2 separate regions of the Mus musculus genome follow, and region 2 is linked to region 1. A link is a contact called in public ChIA-PET data. All regions are on one chromosome and are shown on one strand. Each heading gives the region's core, a stretch centred on a gene start, on an enhancer-like site or on the middle of the called end of the contact. The rest is flanking DNA. Distances are from core to core; before and after follow the strand shown. Region 1 has its middle 68 kb from the start of Gm28497. Region 2 has its middle 28 kb from the start of Gm29822.

Region 1 (3,790 bases), core at 1,225-3,724:
CCCACATAAGGCCGTTTCTCTCTTGCATTATATTAGTTCTCGAAAACGACATCAATTGAGTTTGACCCACTACACCAATTTGGTTAAATATCTGTCTGATCTTGTTTCTGATTCCCCAGGATGACATCTACAGACTCACCAGCAGCTGTGTTTAGAAAAACTGGTATGCCACGTCAGCCAGAGTTTAAAAATATCTCATGGATCTCAAGGTCACTAGTATTTTTCTGAAAAAAAATCTAGTTATTAGATGAACAAATTTATTATGGTTCACAGGGCTTTTTTGGGCTTTACTCAAAAGCAAAATGTATTATTAATGTATTGGCAAAATTATGAACTAATACCACATACATGGGGAATCACTGAGATAATGCATACATATGGCTTTAATGGGGAATAGTTTAATTAGCTGTGTTCATGTAAAAAGTTAGATAAGATTGGACTATCTAACACAACTAATTAACAATCAATTTTACTTACACACACACACATTTCTAATATTTTGAATTGTAACCAACATGCCAGAGTCTTGTTCAGCCTACATACACCAGTGTCTCCCTGAGACCCTGCAGGCCACATGCAGTTATGGTAGAATGACATACAAATGACAGAGATGAGTGGCGGATACCCCTTCTCTGATGGAATGGTTAACAATTAAAAAGCCCATCCCTGACAATCTTTTGCAAGCAGACAGAGCTGGTCTTATGAAGATGCCAATTGGTCTGCTCATAGGGTAGGGCTGTACAACAAAGAAACAGAGTTTTGTGCATTTTAATATCATATGTGTGAGGACAAACACCTCAGACGAAGGGCAGTGTCAGGGTCTTCTCCACAAAATGCATACATTATAACTTGATGTGACTTTTACAAAACCAGGGTGGTATGGTGCTGACCTAAATTATCTTTTGTAAAAACTGGAGTGATGGGAAAACGTACACATTGGGTGGGGCTCAGAAACAAACAGAAAACACGTAACATGTCCAGACCTGCTCCAGACTGCTATCAGATAAGATGCATTTAAGGGTGGAAGGGGCATATCTAGAAACAAACTACAAACAGAATGGCAGGTGCACCAGAAAGGATACAAGCAAACTGAATAGGTGAATATCCTCATTTTGAGAATGTTTTAAAGGAGAAGGCAAGCACATTGATTCTTCATGAGTGGGAAGTCTTTTTTTTTTTAATCTCCATATCACTCCTGGTGTCTGACCATACCACAATTCTTCATCCTCAGGGGAAAGTGTGGGCTTTGGACATCACAAAGCCTTCTTCCTGGGTTTTCTTCTTCACGTGATGTTTTGACTCACTTACATGACTTTCTGATGAACTGTGGCTCCCAGTTCTCCTAGCATTACAGAGTACTTCCCTGCAGAAATTATCCACATGTGAAAATTTGTATGAGAGGCCTACTTCAAGATATTTTGTGAACATTTTCTTAGAATCATAAATATTCTTTGTATTAAGAAATATTTTTGATTTTTTTTCTTCTTCACCCGGTATGTTAAAGTTTGTTCATATCTTCATCTTTTCTTTTCTTCCCAGCTCCTGAATATATACTAACTACCTATAGCATCTTCTTCGAAATCTGAACAATTTGCTGCTGACTGGCTCCTACGGAGTAACAAAACCATTCTCTCTCGGTTTTGGTACTATGATGTTTCCACTTATCTACTGGGCGATTCCATATTTAGTACCCTAATTATGATCTAATGATCACAGAGCTGTGGGAGGAAATTCACATTTACTTGCTTAAGTAGGATAAGTTGTCAGTTTAAGTCAAGATTAAAAACACCCTCTATCTTTTGGAACCTTTTAACTCACTAAAAGAGGTACCTTTTATACAGCCGAGTTAAGCCAGCTTTCCAAGAACAAGCTCTAGTGCAGCTTTAAGGAGCTGGCTTGGCATGGTCTGAAGATCTTTGGAGGCTGTCTTGTGTCCTATTTTTTATAAGTCAAAAGACTGTAAAGGAAACCATTGACAGGTGTCCTTACACGCCCAACAAGATTTAGGAATGACTTACATATGAAAATACAGCAAAGGCACAGACTTTTTAGATTTCAAATACAGAAACTCTCTTGTCTCCAAGTGCAAACCATTTCCCTGATATCTCTGGAAAAAATAATAGCGGGGCACCTTGAACTTTCATTTTCTCTCTGAGAGAATGACTTCAGGGCTTGTTTTGGTATTGGGCGATCATCCCTTTATTAGAGGAAATGAAGGTCTTCTTTTTAAACTTCCTCTAACTGTGCTGGTCTACTCAATATTATGTGGCCAATTCTGAGAAGTATTATAGAGTAGCAGACCACCAAGGGCTCCCTAAGAGATTAAGAAAAGATGAGTAAGCAAATTAGTCAGCTAAATGAACGGAGTTGCTTCAGAAGACAGGAGCTCTTTGCCTCCATCACGATATGCCTCATTAGTTCCATTAGCTGCTCTTCAGCATAGCCATTACCCTGCCCACTCGTTTCTAAGCAGTTTCACTATGTCAACGTTGATTCCCCCTGCACACACACCCACCCACTGGCTTACAGCTATTATATCACCTTCCAAGAGCATTGATTTTTAAGTCAAGTGTCACAAATTTCACAGTCATCATTTCCTTGCAAGCCTGAAACTGACGACTGCTGCTTCGTGCTTTCATTATTTCAGAATTAATCACTTGCTCCCATTGGCCGCTCCCAGCAGCCTCCTGCCCTGTTAAACTCAATGTTTAATTGTTCTGTGCTTTAATTGACAGATGCTAAAGTATCCCCTCATCTTGTGTTTTAGCAAACATAACTAATTAAGAGGTGGTTAGGAAAGAGACTGAAAACACATTTTCTTATTAAAATGATTAGATGTTTGTAGGACATCTCTTCTGTGTCTAAAATTGGAAAGATTACATTGGAGACATGACAGAAATTCATGCAATGACAAATTCCAACCCTGAAGTTCTGACAGTTTTAGTATATGAAGTGATGGAGAGGTAGGCTAGAACCCATGCTATGAAGCTAACTTAGATTAGATTAATTTTACATTCCTTACATTACCTTACAATTTCAGGAAAATTCAGTAACTCAGCAACTGGTGAAGATCCCCCCCCCAAAAAAAAGTATCAATTATTGCTGGAACTCGGAACACCTACTTGGAAATTTTTGAAATAGAAATATACCTCTACAGTTGAAATTTTAGTCTAGTTGTCACTAAAGGAGATTATGTAGCCAAATTCTATAAAGCATCTCTTGAAGACTGCTAAGACACACCATTGCTTCATTATCTTAGCACAATATCCATATGCACATTCTTTTCTTTTCCTCTACAGAAATATGATCAGAGTCACTTTTTGAAGAAATTCCTACAGCTGTTTAACACTGTCAGTGTGGCACAGGCCTTTAATCCCAGCACTTGGGAGGCAGAGGCAGGTGGATCTCTGAGTTCGAGGGCAGCCTGGTCTACAGAGTGAGTTCCAGGACAGCCAGGGCTACACAGAGAAACTCTGTCTCGAAAACAACAACAACAAAAAAGATTTTAAAAAAAAGGTCATTTTTAAAATCCACTTTCAGAGATGCAGGGCTAGGAAGAAAGAAGAGAACACATCGTTTGATTTAGGGTTGATTGGAATCAGCTTTTCCTTCCCTAGCATCTGATTTTCCTGTTTCTAGGAAATAAAAGGTATGTGAGCTCCAGCATCACAGTCCCCAACAATGCCAGGCTTTACTGTGATTGCCACACCTCGTTCCTCCACGCTGTGTTGACAGTCCTTAGCGGGGCTCTTGTCTTTGGCCTTAGCTACCAGCCTCAACATTCACATAC
Region 2 (4,318 bases), core at 875-3,374, 260 kb before region 1:
CATCACACAGGTGCAAACACACACAAACATATCACACACACACATGCACCAAAACCTGCATACACACATGTTCACATCACATACACACACAGCATACACCATCACACATATAACACATATACCCCAAATAATGTGTATGCGGGCACACACACACACACACACACACACACACACACACACACACACATGGATGCACACATTTAGGTACAGAATTGATAAAAGGCAAGACATGTGGCAGGAAAATATCTTTTAATTAGGCAACACATTCTGGCAAACACATGTGACAGTAGCATATACAAAACACAGAATTTCTGATGAATAAAACTTTCTTCTTTCTCTTTTTGGGCAGAAAGACAATAAGATCAACAGTGCACAGGTTCTAAAATTGTTCTCAACTGTAGATACGTGTCTGTGTAGAAGGAGAAGCACATGGCTCCTTTAGTTTTCCTTTCTCACTCCTTACAGTGATGATACATCCCTCTCATCCTGGTAACACTGTCTTTGATAAAGGCATACAGCAGCCTTCTGTGGTCCCTTATTTTGCTAATTTACCTCAATGCTATTTTGCTAATTACCCTGGATAAAACGTGCACTGTTTCAAGTCAAATCATGGGCTTAATGAAAGTCCCAAGTACTATAAAGAAAATGTTTTCAAAACCTAGAGTTTGTTGATAAAAATCAGCATGAGTAGGGTAAACTAGAAGTCCTGGAAGATAGAGAAATCTATTTTCCAGAATTTAAAATTCTGGAAAATCTACAGCATTTGAAATGTGTGATAGCTGTAATTATAACCAAACCCATATCCTCTCCTACATCTGTTATTCATATTAAAATCAGAACTCAAAGAGAACGTGGAAAGAAATTTCTATTGTGCATTATAAGCTTCAATTGTGAGATTATGTATTTGCGGACAGGAGCTGGTAGAATGGAGGGACACTCATATCATGAAAAACTGATGATCTCAGACAAAAGGGTCAGTTTCTTGTCTGTTCTTCGACCTTTTAAAAATAATAAACCACCTTCCTAACAAGAGTTTACTCCACAGAAGCATCTTAATATGCTGTGATGACAGATTGCTACTGCCTCAATGGGGGCTCACCCTCTTGAGGAAGAGGTGGGGGACATGAACCACGTACAGTTAACATGTCTGGCTTTAAATACAAGCACAGGTACATTTCAGAAAGTGAATATGTTAATTTTCAAATAAAATTACAAGGAGTGTCATTATAATTGGTGTGGCTGCACAGACATTGTCAGAAAGCAGGGAGGAGGAGCCGGGATCACAAATTGGAGTGTGTATGCTCTGTTAATGTGCATTTTAAATACCTGCCACAAACACAGACCTGTGAAACGGAGACGGTGTCCATTGTTTCTCATCTTTTATGATTTGTGTTCTATTTTCATATTCACTCATGCCTTACCTCCATTGCAAAAAAATAGAAATGAGACCAATTCTAGAATAAATAGAAGACTTTGGAGATGGATCAATGGGTCCTTGGCACACAAGAAAGGACTGGAGGTCAGTTCCCAACACACATGTACTAAAACATTAATAGAGGACGTGGAAAAAACGTGAACGTGCGCTTAACATGAATGCAGGGTAGAGGCCACCAGCTCGCAGGACATTCTATTTGTATTTTCAGCAGCTTGTGACTGTTGTCTTCCATGAGTTGTGCTCATGGCCTAAAGACAAGCCCTTAGTAATGGGAAACAGTAACAAAAGCATTTTTTAAAATGCCCAAATGTTTCAGGCACATAGGATAAGTCCCTGTCCTAGAATTATCTTGCAGTTTTGCCTCTGATGGCATAATTTCTAAAAGAAAGGATCAGATACCTCAGACAGAAGACTGGTCAGCATTGTTTAGAGCTGGAATGCCTCCAACTCATCATCTAAATTTGAAATTAAAAATCGCACCCTTCCAGAAGTTTTATCTTTTTACATCGGAAGCAATATTTCTTTTCTAGCGCCATCCTCATTAGCATGCGTAGGGTAGAGTCTTCACCAGTAACTGAGGCTTTGGGTATTTGGTTTCATTTTCTTGTCCGGTTCCAGACCACACAGGCAGTCTCCTGACATCTTTCAGACGCACTTCCTTCTAACCCAAAGTGAGCGAGCCTTGGTAAAGTCAGCCATAGGGAGGAGCTCCATAGCAACTGCAAAGGGGGCCTCTGCATAGACGCGCAGTTCTAGAGGAATTATGCTTGTTATTCACGGTAATGCAACGGACTCGCAGTAAAATTATCTTCTGCCGCCGGTAGGAGAAATGAGTAATTCAAAGAGCCTGAGGTTGTTTCTTAAGCTCCCCTTGTGCCAATTGAGTTGTATTATTTTGCAACCTTTGCTTCTGTCTTTTGAAAGCAAAGATTCAGAGCCTAAAGTGACACTAACCTTGGTTAGTAAAGTGATTTAAATGACTGTGGTCTTCAAACTGAAAAAATAAAAAGAAAGAGAGCTAGAATAATTTTGTCACTAAATTTTGTAATTTTCCTTTCCACACTTGAAGTAATTTTAGCCCTTTAAGAAAGCCCGCCGAGTTACTATAGAAGACATTGCCAGTACAGGCACTGCAATATCAGTCACCCTTACAGTTCATAGAAAGAAAATCAAATTCTATTTTAGTGAAGTTTTCATAACAGCCTTTTGGTAATAATGTTGAAGAATCATGATATATTTAAGAGATATTAATTCCAGTGATAGTCATTTATCTTTGATGTCAGAGACAGACAAAGGCTTGGGGAATAGAAGATTTACAATGACATATTATAGACTCACTTTCTAGATCTTAGAATTTTTTTTTTATTCTTCCTCTCAAACGACAGATAATGAAGCTTTATCAACTTCCTTTTATTAAAGCTAAAAATATACCCCTTAATAGGATCATAAACATTTAATGAAACTTACAGCTGTATTGAATCTTAAAATTAGGTGAGAATGGCCAGTAGTTCATAGAAAAGTAAATCAGCATAATTCATACAGTATAATTCATATAAGTTTACAACCCTGCTTATTTTAATTCAATACATCCCTGGGTCTGACCTCTCTCCTGACGTCCAGACTCACATTACAAACTTCCAAAATGAACCTGCTATCCAAAAGAGAGTCCATTTTCTTTCTAAGCACGTCTGAGACAGGTAGGTCAGCATAATAAGCTTAAATTTAAGAAGCTGGAAGAGGATGCTAGACACTTTCTCCATTTCTGCCTACTGTTTTCTGAGGATAATGTAAAAATTATTAATATCTCTCAGTCGTAAGTTGGAGTCCCCAGAAAGATGCGAACTCAAGTAAGTGTGGCTTACAGAAGTCCATTGCAGGACAGGGAAAGCAAGGGGACGGTGGCACAACCATCTATGAGCAACCGTAGTCGCTTTGAGGGTAACTTTGGCTCTATCCCAAAGAACAGAACTGACAGTAGGTCTATTCTGCTAGGCAATGTTGGGGACATATGTAAATCCTCTACTCTGTCAGTGGTTTGGTAGAAGTTGACCATGAAGGGTATTAGTCCTTGTGATCCTTCTTACAAAGTGGAACCAGGTGGGTTATAGACACTCCAGAACAATTTTCCAGTAAGGAGACAGAAATTGTAAGAAGGAAGCCTCTGGAAGGAGCCAAGGTGTGCAGAGATGAACACCTTGTGTAGGAGTGAACTGGGCTTCTGCCTAGTCTTCACTCAGGTCAGTTTTTAAAAGTAATGCTTAGACAGGTAACGATTCTTACTCTTTTTCTATTTAATTCCTCTTACACTATTCTTTGTTCCTTCTCCATGCATCTTGAAATTGGCAGAGATCAGTTGCTGGCAGTAAGGTACAACCAGATGTGTCACAGATGCAGTTCCTTATTGGACTATGCTTCACACCTTAATCAAATGTGGTGTACTCTTCTGGGCAGTTCAGAATTCTAATAGCTTACTGTAACATCTTCATATTTAGAATTTGATGTAGGCTTATATAACAAAGAATGCAAAATAACCGTGGTCCTCCAGACCAGCAGGGGCAGCAGAGAGCATAGCTGTTTTCAAGAACCTGGTCTCTCACCACTGTAAGAAGGCTGCTCCAGTGGCATCCATCACCCCTTCCTTCCAAGGAACAGGCATTCAAGGCACAAAGATGAAACAAGGGGCTTAAGCATGACATAGCTGCTCATCTTGTATTTATAGTAGAGGATCCAGCTACTCATATTTATGGTGGATCTGAAAATTCCCTCACAGAAACATTCAGAGTACTAGGTGATTCTAAATTCAGACAAGAGGATAAGATTAATCATTGTAAATCCATCCTTTGTCAACTTGACATCTATCCAAATACATCATGTTTTAAATGT

Evidence for each region. ChIA-PET counts read pairs in DNA pulled down with a chosen protein or histone mark.
Region 2: a contact with region 1 is called in an RNA polymerase II ChIA-PET map of memory CD8 T cells, with 16 read pairs. The contact joins two enhancer-like sites. A contact is called at or near these places in 3 of 484 Hi-C or Micro-C datasets (the G1E-ER4 cell line and the HPC-7 cell line) and 1 of 115 datasets of contacts at active chromatin or transcription factors (memory CD8 T cells).

The regions. Positions count from the first base shown.
Region 1 is chr1:69,497,790-69,501,579 of GRCm38.p6, reverse strand. No RefSeq gene overlaps it. Among named protein-coding and RNA genes, the nearest start is that of Gm28497, 68 kb to the right of the region's middle. Within about 2 kb of position 2,474, at least 36 of the 459 cell types and tissues checked have an H3K27ac peak or open chromatin away from gene starts, as enhancers often do. A contact at or near this core is called in memory CD8 T cells, where this site is marked.
Region 2 is chr1:69,757,542-69,761,859 of GRCm38.p6, reverse strand. No RefSeq gene overlaps it. Among named protein-coding and RNA genes, the nearest start is that of Gm29822, 28 kb to the left of the region's middle. Within about 2 kb of position 2,124, at least 61 of the 459 cell types and tissues checked have an H3K27ac peak or open chromatin away from gene starts, as enhancers often do. A contact at or near this core is called in memory CD8 T cells, where this site is marked.